Regions from separate parts of the Zea mays genome. Here region 1 is linked to region 2. The links are chromatin contacts, called in public Hi-C maps. All regions are on one chromosome and are shown on one strand. Each heading gives the region's core, a stretch centred on a gene start, on an enhancer-like site or on the middle of the called end of the contact. The rest is flanking DNA. Distances are from core to core; before and after follow the strand shown. Region 1 has its middle 24 kb from the start of LOC103630071. Region 2 holds the start of LOC100273684 (Importin subunit alpha).

Evidence for each region. A called contact is a pair of places that touch in the nucleus more often than the background predicts.
Region 1: a contact with region 2 is called in a Hi-C map of leaf, with 6 times the contacts expected there. The contact joins the enhancer-like site here to the promoter of LOC100273684 in region 2. A contact is called at or near these places in 2 of 25 Hi-C or Micro-C datasets (endosperm and leaf).

What each region holds. Positions count from the first base shown.
Region 1 is chr6:138,464,401-138,471,894 of Zm-B73-REFERENCE-NAM-5.0, reverse strand. It overlaps the pseudogene LOC100191196. Among protein-coding and RNA genes, the nearest start is that of LOC103630071, 24 kb to the right of the region's middle. Within about 2 kb of position 3,889, at least 13 of the 20 cell types and tissues checked have an H3K27ac peak or open chromatin away from gene starts, as enhancers often do. A contact at or near this core is called in endosperm and leaf, where this site is marked.
Region 2 is chr6:138,305,627-138,312,618 of Zm-B73-REFERENCE-NAM-5.0, reverse strand. It overlaps LOC100273684 (Importin subunit alpha), which reads left to right and starts at 5,621. Exons shown (of 11, transcript NM_001148096.1): 1 at 5,621-5,959; 2 at 6,088-6,184; 3 at 6,848-6,939. The coding sequence starts at 5,747.

The sequences.
Region 1 (7,494 bases), core at 2,640-5,139, 160 kb before region 2:
TTTATTTCATCTGATGTGTCATGTTTCATGACGTAGACTTTCGTTTCTTGTGATTGATTTATAGTGAACCTGTAAGATGTAAAATAACCTTTATGACAGAACCAGCTGCAAGAATAGAGTATTTTGAGGAACCTTTGTTGAAGTAAATGTAATCGAGTTTCCTAGCAATCTTATTCTTGCTGGTATCATATTTTTTTGAGCTAATCTTGTTCATCAGCTTTATATGCCTTTTGCTATGAACAAAAGCTATATACTTGTCTGGATTTGGTATATCATAGTGATATTTGTCGATCTATATCTATTTTTTACTCTCGTTGCAACGCACGGGCACAGACCTAGTAAAAATCTTTAATTTTCCATCAGAGGCTGCATGCAGCTCCCGAGTTGTCGTCGGTAGGGTCACTGAACCTAGACTTGAAGCGAAGGATACGACAAGCTGTTCTTGGTGCCAGCTTCTAGTGGTGGCCTGGTGGGCAACAGGAGACAAAGCAGATTGGCCACGAACGGCGCCCAGAGGCCACACGTACTGCTCCGATAGCTGCTCAACTCCTGGGGCTTCAGCTTCTTTCTCGCTGTCGATCGTTTCACACAATTCTCGCTTCGTTCATCGTCTCGTTTTCGCTACGAATATTGCGCCGGGATTTCTGCATGACGCATACTCACTCTCGGAGAAGGGACAAGAGAACGAATGCGATCGCAGCCAGAGTTCAGAACGGGCTTCTCACGTTCAGTTTTCTGCGTGATTGCTTGTCCAGCTCCCAGGCTCTCTTCACATATGCGTTGACCGCGCCTATATGTTCTTAATCGGTTGGCTGCACGGCAGCGCCCGAGCCTATACGTGCGGGTGTAGACGAAGCCATTTTATGCTTGTTAACCTACATGCACCGGGAAGTAACTCGCGCCCATTTTCACTGGTGTAGGCCCGCGCGAGCGAGGCCCGTGGCTGCCGGCAACCAATTAGGAGGTTTTAGAACACCACATCGGTTCTCCATACACTTGCTACAATAATGGATAGCGCATTTCTGCTTTATATTGGATACTACGTTCATGTTTGAATGGACTAGAGTTAATAGTTAGCTGATAAAATTAGTTGAAGACATGTAAACAGACTAATAGTTCAAAATTAGCTAATAGTTAGCTAGCCATAGTAGGAAACCGATATACTTCCGACAACAGCCTTATCTCCAACAGCTTAAAGAGCAGTCGTCAGAGATTCAGCTTATGTCCGACAACTCAATCTGGCCCTCAGAGTTCATCAGTCTTATGTCTTACGGCTTTTCTAATAGTCGTCGGACATTAAACTTATCTCTGATGGTTGTCGGAGGAATTTTTAGGTAACGGCACCGCGACCGTCGTTCCAATTCACTCTTTCCTCTCTGTCACGTCGACACACGACACACAACATGTTGTGCTCGTGCTTCCGCCGTCGTCCTGCGTCGCCGGATGCCCCGCCCTTGTCTGGTGCTGGTTGTGGCCTCTTGCCCTCGCCCACGCGGCCACCTGATCATGCCTGCGCCTGCAAACGCCGCCCATGCATGCACCAAGGTCTATAGTTGTCCAAACGGGCCGGCCCGTCGGGCGGCACGCGGCTCGGCACTATAGAGGTCTGGCACGAGCACGGTCCGGCCCGCTTGGAGCCGTGCCCGGGCCAGCCCGGCACGGGCACAGTGCCGTGCTTGGGCAGGCATGCCGGCCCGCAGTGCAGGCCCGGCACGGCAAAGAGGCCGGCCCGGTAACAGCCAGCCTAAGAAGCGGATGTTAAGCCGCCAGCCCGCCACCCCCTCGAAAACCTAAACCTAATCCGTTCCCCTCGGCCTCTCCTCTCGCTCTCGGCTCTCGCGTCTCTCCCACGCTATCGGTTGTCGCCTCTCCCTCGTCCGCTCCCCTCCGATCGATGGCGAGCCTGTGCCTCTCCCTCGTCGACGGATCTGAAGATCTGGTGACTGTGGTGCTGTCGGGTATCGGCCTCCGCCTCTCCCTCGTCCGCTCCCCTCTGCTCGACGGCTCCGCCTCTCCCTCGTCCGCTCCCCTCTGCTCGCCGGCGAGCCTGTGCGTTGTGCCGGTCATTGACGGTTCCGTCGATCTGGTGACCGGTGCTCTAATCCTTCCTCTCCTATCCCTCCGACGACCCTCTCTGTAACCCTAATCCTCGATCTACTTGCTCTGGTCTTCGTGTCTCCTCTCCTCTTGTTGCCTCATCGGTGGATCTGGTGCTCCGGCGAGCAAGTATGAATCTCTAAACCCTAATCCTCGATTTCGTTTGTTTTTCTTCGATTATTTGTTTCTCACTAAGTCCCTGTCCCTCTCCTCTCTGCATGTGAAGGACGTCGGCCATCTGGTTGGTGCCGCTCGTCGTGAGGAGCCGGAGACGTCGACGAGGTGACGGGTTGGGCTAGCCGCTGGTGATGTCATCCATTGGAGACGTCCAGGAGCTAGACCCAATCGTCGAGGATGAGGAGAGGAGGCTAGAAGACGAGAACACAACCGATGATGCACTCCAGTTCCTCGTCGCTGGTGCTGGTGTCGTTGAAGCGGGAACCGCGACTGGATCCATGCCGACGAGCCCCACGATCGAGGCAACCAGTGGCTTTGGATCCCGCCCCAACCCAGCCACCCATTCGAGGAGGAGGGGACTGACGTCCAAAGTCTGGCAAGACTTTGAAGAAGTGACTGCCATGGAGGGAGGTAAGGAGGTAAGAGTCGATGTCGTTTGCCATTACTACAAGCAAAGTTTATCTGCTAAGTCTTCTTCTGGTACTGGGCACTTGATCAGACACTCGATGCATTGCTTAACTAAGAAAGAAAAGGAGAAAGCTGGCATTGTCTAGTCTGTTCTTAGATTTAATACTGATGGTTCTGTTATTACATGGGAGTACTATGCTAGTGTTGCACGATCTGTGCTTTGTCGTTTGATTGCTAGATTAGATTTGCCTATTTCATTTGGTGAATCAGATGCTTTCCAGGAATACATTACCCATGCTCATAATCCTAGGTTCATTAAGTCATCTAGGCAAACAACTGCAAGGGATTTAATTATACTCTTTAATGATCGTGCTGGACAACTAATTGAGGTCTTAAAATATGTATCCTCTGTTGCTTTAACCTCTGATATTTGGTCTGGCAAGGCCAAAGAGGATTACATAAGTGTAGTTGCTCATTTTGTTAATTGTGACTGGTGTTTAGAAAAGAGGTTGCTTGGTTTAAGACCTATAGAAGTTGCACATACAGGTGAGGAACTAGAAGTGGCTTTTGAATCTTTGTGCCTGGATGATGAACAAGAAACAGTTTATGGGATCAAGAGAAAGGAACAAGAAAGAGTTGAAGTGACAAGGAACAGGAGAATTAGAACTTGAACTCATGATTTATGTAATGGACTGTAATGGGCACTTAAACAGTTGAACTATAACTCTATAAGGAACTGGTTGTACTCTTTTTCTTCCTAGAGTTTTCACACGAGGTGTGAGTTTTTACCTAGGAAGGTTTTTAACAAGGCAACATTGCACTAAGGCTCCAGTTTTAATTAATTCTATGTATATTACTGAAATGTGTGTAGAAATCTGTGTATGAAATTGTTTATGTTTTTTGAGTACAAACCTATTTATGGGCTCGGGCCCGAGCACGGCACTAATAGCCCATCGTGCCTCCGGCCTAGCCCGGCCCGTGTAAGCTTAGCCGTGTTGGGTCTGGACCGGCTACTGTAGCCCACGGGCCAGCCCGGCACGGCACGACATATGATTCAGGCCCTTGGACACGTTCATTTCATGCCGGGTCAAATCGTGCCCGGGCCGAGTCGGCCCGGCATGAACGTTTGGACATCTATACCAAGGTCCGATGCCGCCAACCATTTGCAGTCCTGTGTCGCTGTCCAAGGCGCTCCTGCAGTCCGACTCCGCCAACCGTCCACGTGCCTTCAAATTCGGACTGCGCTCTGCATACGCCGTCCTCGTGTCCCCTAACACCACCCGCTCCACACGATCACCGACATGCCACCGCCATCGCTAAGTAAGAGTATTCTGTTTTTAGATTAGAATTGCATGTATGCATTGTTTAATTATAGTTATTTTATGTAGAATTAATTCATTTGTATATTAAAAATTAGTTAGTATGTTATTTCCGACGGTCAAAATGTGATTATATGATTTAATTAGGTTGTTTTAGTTCATTTAGGGGTCCATGGATAACCTAAATTTGTAATTTCCGAGGGAATTATTAATCCCTTAGCAATAAGAACATTTCATATTATTTATCACCCGAAATAATATTAATTAGTATAAAATATTGTATTAGTGGTTTATGTCACATGAGAAAGTGTATTTTATTATATAATATAGCTCGATGATTCTAGCGTAAATGCATGTATCGTAATATAAAGAAATGGAACCTATGCATGACTAATTTCTGCTTGATGTGTGTTGAGATGAAATTGTCCCTTTATTGGACAACCTCCGAGTGGCCGATATAGCCCATATTTATGACAAGGCATGTGCTCATGCGTAATTTCCGCATCATAACTTCTATGTTCTCCATTGCACCATTTTCAGGCATGCAGATGCAAACAAGTTCAGAAGCTCCTGGTAGCAGTTGTTTGAGAATGCAAACTTAGACTTAATAGCCATAAGTCAAGTCACGAAAACAAGGACAGTCACTTTGATGTGCTCGTGCAACGACTCTTTGGCAGCTTTAAGGAGCTCGAAGAACTTCTGAACCACATCGTAGGAGGATCCTCATAATCGAGGGGTTGAGGGGGGTTCTCGGAATCGACGGGTAGAAGCTCATGATGTATATCGTCAAGCATCTCTTCCATCCTATCGTAGCCCCCTCCTCATCTAATTGAACTTTCGATACAATACGAGGAGGCTGAGTGTTGGGCCTATGCTTCGTCGCCGAAGGTCTTATAGGAAGAAGCGGTATTCAGCTGAAGCTGTTTGTATAAGATGACCGAAGGTTCCTCTTCGTGAAGCTTCGGCATTACAAACCGACTTAAAGATAGAATGACCTTTTAGTCCATAAAGGTATGAGTCAATGTTGTAAGTTTTTATAAGGGGCATATTTGTAATTCCTCACAGGCTGCGTCCTGTGCCTATAAATAGTGAACAGTATTCCTTTACTGTTCACGCATTCTAGTAATTGCAATCGCATATTCTGGAATTCAACCTTTGCCAAGGCAGAGGTATTATTGTATTCAATGATTCAACATATTAAGTAAATATAATATAATTCGTCTATGATTTATTTACCCCTTTTGTACCTTTTATTTTATGTCTATTGAAATTTTATTACGAAGATTTAAGCTTCGTAATTATACTCTCATCAACCTTCGTCCAAGACCCATTATCCTCAAGGGAATAATGTTTCATGAATTGGACGAAGGACGTTAACATTTAACATTTTATGTTGCCTTGTTCTTAATTCATAGCATTTGAGAACAAGTCCCCAACATTGGCGCCCACCTCCGGTGAACTCACTTCCACTTTTCAAGCTGATGGCTTCGTTCAACGACCAAGCTGGAGCTGCTTCGGATCCGAAGCTGGTGCTCCCGATCACAGGTGGTTCGTCCTCAGAGCCAGTTAACAAGAAACAAAAGAAGGAAGCACAGAGAAGGGTACAGCATGTTGGGGTGCAAGGACCCTTCATCAAGTCAAGATGGTCTCACATTCCTATTACCTTCTCCCAAGAGGACCTTCAGCTCAAGGATTACCCACACAACGATGCCATGGTTATCTCTTGTGTTATTAAAGGATTTCTGGTCCATAATGTCTTGGTTGACACAGGCAGTGCAGCTGATATCATATTTGCTAAGGCCTTCAGACAAATGCAAGAGCCAGAAGATAAGATTCATGATGCTACACATCCTCTCTGTGGCTTCGGAGGAAGACAAATTGTAGCATTGGGCAAGATCACCATGTCAGTGACCTTCGGGTTCATCAACAACACTAGAACTGAGCAAGTTGTGTTTGACATTGTTGACATGGAATACCCTTACAATGCAATTATTGGTCGTGGCACCCTCAATGCTTTTGAAGCAATTCTTCACCCTGCTTATCTTTGCATGAAGATACCTTCGGATCAAGGACCCATCGCTATTCATGGAAGTCAGGAAGCTGCCAGAAGGGCCGAAGGAAACTGGACTGACTCAAAAGCAATCCATAACATAGATGGAGCTGAAGCTTGCGAACAATACAAATTCAGAAGGGAGAAAGCAGCTTCAGCAGATCAGCCGAAGCCCATGCTCTTATGTGAGGATATAGCAGAGCAGAAGGTGCTGTTGGGCTCTCAGTTATCCGAAGAACAAGAGAAAACCTTGATAAGGTTTTTGTTCAACAACAAAGATGTTTTTGCATGGTCAGCCAATGATCTCTGTGGAGTTAATAGGGATGTTATCGAGCACTCGCTCAATGTCGATCCATCCTTCAGACCCAGAAAGCAGAGGCTTCGGAAAATGTCAGATGATAAGGCCGAAGGTGCTCGTAACGAAGTCAAAAGACTCCTCAGTGCAGGAGTTATCAGAGAAGTAAAGTACCCAGAATGGCTAGCTAACACTGTTATGGTAAAAAAGGCCAATGGCAAGTGGCGAATGTGTATCGATTTTACAGATCTTAACAAGGCTTGTCCGAAGGATGAATTCCCATTGCCAAGGATAGACTCTTTAGTTGATGCAGCAGCTTCTTCAGAGCTCATGAGTCTGTTAGACTGTTATTCAGGCTACCATCAAATCTGGATGAAGAAGGAAGATGAGCCGAAGACTAGCTTCATAACTCCAAGTGGCACATATTGCTATCTTCGAATGCCTGAGGGGCTCAAAAACGCTGGAGGAAGTTTCAGCAGAATGACTGCGAAGGTTCTCCAGTCTCAGATAGGCAGAAATGTGCTAACTTATGTTGATGACATCATTGTAAAAAGCACGAAACAGGAGAATCATATTGCTGATCTGCAGGAGACCTTCGCCAGTTTTAGACAAGCGGGCTTAAAGTTGAATCCAGAAAAATGCGTCTTCGGAGTAAAGAAGGGGAAATTTCTAGGATGCTTGGTTTCAACAAAGGGAATTGAAGCTAATCCAAGTAAGATTGAAGCTATACTTCGGATGGAGCCACCAACTACAAAAAAGGGGGCTCAAAGGTTAACAGGAAGGTTGGCATCTCTCAATAGGTTCATATCCAGATCAGCAGAGAGAAACTTACCATTCTTCGAAGTGCTGAAGTCAGCCGAAGTCTTTCAATGGGGACCAATCCAGCAGAAGGCTTTCGAAGAGCTGAAACAGTATTTGATAGATCTAACAGCATTAACTCCACCTACGCCAGGGGCTCCTTTGTTATTATATGTGGCAGCTTCGCACTCAGCGGTAAGTGCGGCACTTGTCTAGGAGAGGCTTGATGGCCAAGTCAAGAGGCAGGTCCCAGTGTATTTCGTATCTGAAGTTCTTAGTATGTCAAAGAAAAACTACACAGAATTAGAGAAGGTGTTATATGCTGTTTTGATGGCATCCAGGAAGCTTCG
Region 2 (6,992 bases), core at 4,372-6,871:
ATATTTTAGAGTCTTTGGTAGCAAATGCTTTATTCTTGTTAAAAGAGGTAGAAAATCTAAATTTGCTCCTAAGGCTGTAGAAGGCTTTTTACTTGGTTATGATTTAAACACAAGGGCATATAGAGTCTTTAACAAGTCCTCTGGACTAGTTGAAGTTTCTTGTGACATTGTGTTTGATGAGACTAACGGCTCTCAAGTAGAGCAAGTTGATCTTGATGAGCTAGATGATGAAGAGGCTCCATGCGTCGCGCTAAGGAACATGTCCATTGGGGATGTGTGTCCTAAGGAATCCGAAGAGCCTCCACAAGCACAAGATCAACCATCTTCCTCCATGCAAGCATCTCCACCAACTCAAGATGAGGATCAAGCTCAAGATGATGATGATGAAGATCAAGAGGAGCCACCTCAAGTGGAGGTCAATGATCAAGGGGGAGATGTTAATAATCAAGACAAGGAAGATGATGAGGGTCCAAGACCGCCACACCCAAGAGTCCACCAAGCAATCCAACGAGATCACTCCGTGAACACCATCCTCGGCGATATTCATAAGGGGGTAACCACTCGATCTCGTGTTGCTCATTTTTGTGAACATTACTCTTTTGTTTCCTCTATTGAGCCACACAGGGTAGAGGAAGCACTTCAAGATTCAGATTGAGTGCTGGCGATGCAAGAGGAGCTCAACAACTTCACGAGGAATGAGGTATGGCATCAAGTTCCACGTCCTAATCAAAATGTTGTAGGAACCAAGTGGGTCTTCCGCAAGAAGCAAGATGAGCATGGTGTGGTGACAAGGAACAAAGCCCGACTTGTGACCAAGGGATATTCACAAGTCGAAGGTTTGGATTTCGGTGAAACCTATGCACCCGTAGCTAGGCTTGAGTCAATTCGCATTTTACTTGCCTATGCTACTTACCATGGCTTCAAGCTTTATCAAATGGACGTGAAGAGTGCCTTCCTCAATGGACCAATCAAGGAGGAGGTCTATGTTGAGCAACCTCCTGGCTTTGAAGGTAGTGAGTACCCTAACCATGTTTATAAACTCTCTAAGGCGCTTTATGGGCTCAAGCAAGCCCCAAGAGCATGGTATGAATGCCTAAGAGATTTTCTTATCGCTAATGGCTTCAAAGTCGGAAAAGCCGATCCTACTCTCTTTACAAAAACACTTGCAAATGATTTGTTTGTATGCCAAATTTATGTTGATGATATCATATTTGGGTCTACTAACAAATCTACATGTGAAGAGTTTAGTAGGACATGACTCAAAAATTCGAGATGTCTATGATGGGGGAGTTGAAGTATTTCTTAGGATTTCAAGTGAAGCAACTCCAAGAGGGCACCTTCATTAGCCAAACGAAGTATATTCAAGACATACTCACCAAGTTTGGGATGAAGGATGCTAAGCCCATCAAGACACCCATGGGAACTAATGGACATCTCGACCTCGACACGGGAGGTAAATCCGTAGATCAAAAGGTATACCGGTCGATGATAGGTTCTTTACTCTATTTATGTGCATCTCGACCGGATATAATGCTTTCCGTATGCATGTGTGCAAGATTCCAAGCCGATCCTAAGGAAGTTCACCTTAGGGCCGTGAAATGAATCTTGAGATATTTAGTCTATACTCCTAAGTTTGGCCTTTGGTACCCCAGGGGATCCACTTTTGATTTAATTGGATATTTTGATGCTGATTGGGCAGGGTGTAAGATTGATAGAAAGAGCACATCAGGGACTTGCCAGTTCTTGGGAAGATCTCTGGTGTCTTGGGCTTCTAAGAAACAAAATTTTGTCGCTCTTTCTACCGCCAAAGCCGAGTACATTGTCGCAGGCCATTGTTACGCGCAATTACTTTGGATGAGGCAAACCCTTAGGGACTATGGTTACAAATTAACTAAAGTTCCTCTCCTATGTGATAATGAGAGTGCAATCCGCATGGCGGATAATCCCGTTGAGCATAGCCGCACTAAACACATAGCCATTCGGTATCACTTTTTAAGGGATCACCAACAACAGAGAGATATCGAGATTGCATATATTAACACCAAAGAACAATTAGTCGATATCTTTACCAAGCCACTAGATGAGAAAACATTTACCAAACTTAGGCATGAGCTAAATATTCTTGATTCTAGGAATTTTGATTGATATTTTGCACACATAGCTCATTTATATACCTTTGATCATATCTCTTTCATGTGCTATTAATAATGTGTTTTCAAGTGAATATTATGCTAAGGCATAGATTGAAAGGTAAATGGAGTCCTCGGCGAAGACAAGGCTTCCACTCCACTCCATCGATTATTCATCCTTCGCCGTCACTCCGCACCGCTCTCCAATTTGGTATAATCTTCACTCCTATATTGTTTGCCAAAGGGGGAGAAAATTTAAAGATAAGGGCTTATATTTCACTCAAGTATTCGTTTTTGGCGATTCATGCCAAAGGGGGAGAAAGTATTAGCCCAAAACAGAAGGACCGCACCACCACCAATTTCAAAAATATAGTCTTTCAAGTTTGTGTTAAGAGAAGATTTTTTCAATTGGTATCTTATTTTTGATATAATTTCAAATTGGTATACCCTCTTCAAAATTAATATCTAAAACCCTCTTGAACACTAAGAGGAGGATTTCATTAAGGGGGAGTTTTGATTAGTCAAAGGAAAAGCATTTGAAACAGGGGGAGAAAATTTCAAATCTTGAAAATGCTTCTCAAAATCCTATTCATATACCTTTGACTATTTGCAAAAGATTTTGAAAAAGAATTTCCAAAACTTTGCAAAACAAAACAAGTGGTGCAAGCGTGGTCCAAAATGTTAAATAAGAAGAAAGCCATCCATGCATATATAGTAGAAATAATTATTGGTTTCATTCCAAGCAACCTTTGCACTTACCTTATGCAAACTAGTTCAAATCTGCACTTTTATATTTGCTTTGGTTTGTGTTGGCATCAATCACTAAAAAGGGAGAGATTGAAAGGGAAATAGGCTTACACCTTTTCCTAATTGATTTTGGTGGTTGAATTGCCCAACACAAATAATTGGACTAACCAGTTTGCTCTAGATTATAAGTTTTACAGGTGCCAAAGGTTCACAACAAACCAATAAAAAGACCAAGAAAGGGTTCAAACAAAGAGAGCAAAAGACTACCGAAGTGTGTCCTGGTCTGGCGCACCGGACTGTCCGGTGCATCAGGGAACCAAACTCAGAACTTGCCACCTTCGGGAATTCTGGGAGCCGCTCCGCTATAATTCACCGGACTGTCCGGTGTAGCACTGGACTGTCCGGTGCGCTAGCGGAGTAACGACTACACAGCGCCAACGGTCGTCTACAACGAGCAATAAATGCGCGCCTGCGCGCGCAGAAGTCAGGACAAGCGCCAGAAGGCGCACCGGACAATGAACAGTGACTGTCCGGTGCACCACCGGACTGTCCGGTGGCCTAGCTGTCAGAAGCTCTAACGGTCGGAACCCAACGACCGGGTGACGTGGCTGGCACACCGGACTGTCCGGTGCGCCATGCGACAGCAGCCTTCACCAACAGCTATTTTGGTGGTTGGGGCTATAAATACCCCCCAACCACCACACTTCAATGCATCCAAGTTTTCAGCCATCAAACCTCATACAAGAGCTATATATTTCATTCAAGACACATACAAAGAGATCAAATCCTCTCCCAGGTCCAAAGATCATTCCAATCAAATAGTGACTAGTGAGAGAGATACTTGTGTTCATTTGAGCTCTTGCGCTTGGATTGCTTTTCTTCTTCCTCTATTCTTATGTTCAACTCACTTGTAATCAAAACAAGAGACACCAAGTTGTGGTGGTCCTTGTAGTGGACTTAGTGTCACATTTGATTAAGGAGAAAGGCTCACTCGGTCAAGGTGACCGTTTGAGAGAGGGAAAGGGTTGAAAGAGACCCGATCTTTGTGACCACCTCAACGGGGAGTAGGTTTGCAAGAACCGAATCTCGGTAAAACAAATCATAGTGTCATCCGCTCTTATTCGCGTGTGATTTGTTTTCGCCTTCTCTTTCGGACTCACATTTATTTCTAACGCTAACCCGGCTTGTAGTGTGTGCTTAAGTTTATAAATTTCAGATTTGCCTATTCACCCCCTCTAGGCGACTTTCAAACATGATAGTTTTTTAGTGTAGAAAAGGCCCTTGATTTACAAACTAAAAACAATGGAATTTATCTACATAGCTACCTGGTTGTCATTCTTCAATAAAATGTCTTAAGTCTGCTAATGATGATTTGAATGCTAAGGTAATTAAATTGAATGAATGCTCTACATCTATTATCGAGCGTGTCTCTTTTTTATAGATGTAGGGATGTTGGTATTGATGCTTGTCATGCTCATGTTTATTTCTAAACACAAATGCATGTGTGGTCTAGTGGTTAGCCCCAAATTTTCTGGAGCAGTGGGTGTGGGTTCGAGTGCTTGCTCTGTACTATTTTTATATAATATATACTACTATATTAAGAAGCTAATGTGGACACCTAGTGCTACTACGACTTCATCCTACGCGCTGACAATCTAGGCTCTGGACCCATCGCACGCCCAACACCCACGCGCAAAAATAGTGTAGAGCGAGCACTCGAACCCATGCACCATACTTTAGAAATTTGGGGCTAGCCATCACACATAACTTAGTGTTTAGAAATAAACAATAATTATATTTATAGCATAGGTGTCGCTCCCTCGCCTAGGTATGTGACTATGATTGGATTAGGTCAATTAATATCTCACACCCAATCTAATTTACGCTCGTGGCAACACACAAGCACATACCTAGTTATTGTTTATGTCTAAACATCAAGGAGGGTGAAGCCGTGGTAGCACCATGTGCCTACATTATGTTCTTAATAGATTAATAAAGTATATATATATATATAGATTTCTAGTTAATTTTAAACTAATTTAATAATAGAAAATAGTAATTATACTAATAGTTTCACATATCACATCAATGTAATAGCAAATTAACACAACTCATCACTCATGATTTCACAATTCACACTCATATTAATCAGTTTAACCCACAAATATATTCATATAGACTAATTTAACATATAGACACAATTCATCAATCATTAATTTAACTTATATGCCATACACACGACACATACAAATAACATGTTAATCAATTGTTACGTAAATGATATACATATAGTTTCATTTTGCTAAAATGTGATAGATCGTTTAGCTCACGAGCTGACTCGTTAACGAACCGAACTAGGGGTGTTTGGTTTTTAGAGACTAATTTTAATGCCTTTATTTTAATTTATTCTATTATAGTCTCTAAATTGCAGGATAATTTAGAGACTAAAATAAAATAAAATGGTGAGACTACAAATTAGTCAATATAAATTAAGCACCCTAAATAATTTAGAGACTAAAATATAATAAAATAGAGAGACTAAAACTTTATTTTTAGAAATCAAACATCTTCTATAATGTCGACCCTGCTGTAAAAAAAAAAAAAAAATCAAACGACCCACCATAAACCGAGGTAGCCACGAGCACGTCTGGCCCTACTCCCCCATTCTCTTGTTTGCTGGCCCGGTTGGAACACCGCCTCCGCCTATATAGAGCTCCCCATCTCCGACTCCCTCTTACCCTTCCCGTTCCCCAATTCGAAATCGAGTCGGGTACTCGGGTCGGTCTTGCCGTGCGTGCGTGGCTGCGCGAACCAGCCCACGCTCCCACTCCCCGCCCGCCACCGCCGGGTCCCTCTAGGGTTTTGCCGCGATGTCGCTCCGGCCGAGCGAGCGGGAGCAGATGCGGAAGGGCAACTACAAGCAGACGGTGGACGCCGAGGAGAGCCGCCGCCGCCGCGAGGGCCAGATGGTCGACATCCGCAAGGCCAAGCGAGAGGAAAGCCTCCAGAAGAAGCGCCGCGATGGGTTCCCCGCCGCCGGCGCCGTGCCGCCGATGGGCCACTCCACCGCACTCCAGCAGAAGGTGCGGCGCCCCCTTGCTCGCTCTTTCTGGCTCCGATCTGATCCGCCTTCTTGGTTAGGGTTTGGCTGATGGGGTGGTACTCGATCTGACGGGTTCGGATCTGATTTTCTCCTTGCCTTCTTCTGCAGCTCGATGGCTTGCCGGCGATGGTACAGGCCGTTCACTCCAACGACCCCACTGTGCAGCTTGAGGCCACCACGCAGTTCAGGAAGCTGCTCTCCATAGGTGAGGTTCGGATCTTATGTACAGTTACCTTTTCCGGATGGACAGTTTGGTGGTGAGATTTGCGCGATTTGTCGAGTAGTATTAGGCCATGCGTGAGGGCATGGTCATTTGTGGGTTTTCAGGTAACTCTCGTGTAAAGGTTGACTTGTGGATTGCGAGCTGGCAAAATTAGCTGTTGCACCTCTAATTTTCTGAATTTACTGTCTCCTCAAAGAAACAAACCCTTCCCTTCAGCCTCTGCAACGTGCATACATGTATGCCCAGAAGTTTGAAAACAAGCTATGCTCCCTAAGTATTTGATTTCATGAACAACTATTCTATTTTTTTCGGTAGTATTCTGCTTGCTGCTCTGGCCATTATTGTTGCATCCATGTATATATAATATATGTACACTTGTTTCATTATTATTTTTTAAACCGGAGAGAATGGTCTAAAAAAGGGTCATGGAGAGGCTGCATGACGCATGCCCCTTTTCATATTTTTGTACTTCCAAGATAGCAGCTGTTATTATCCTGTGTTTTTTTGTATTTGCTGGTGAATATTGATGAGTTCTCATTTGCTGGCGAAAATCTAGATGAGTGCATGATACTTCTTTCTTAATTCACACTGCAACTTATGTGAAAGTTAAGTTGTAACTGAGTGAGTTTCGTCAAATTTCTCTAGAGCGTAGTCCCCCAATTGAAGAGGTGATCAGCACAGGAGTCGTGCCCCGATTCATTGAGTTCCTTACACGTGAGGACCATCCACAACTCCAGGTTTGGGAACACTCATCCTGATCAATCACATGGCTTTACTTCATTTTATCTCT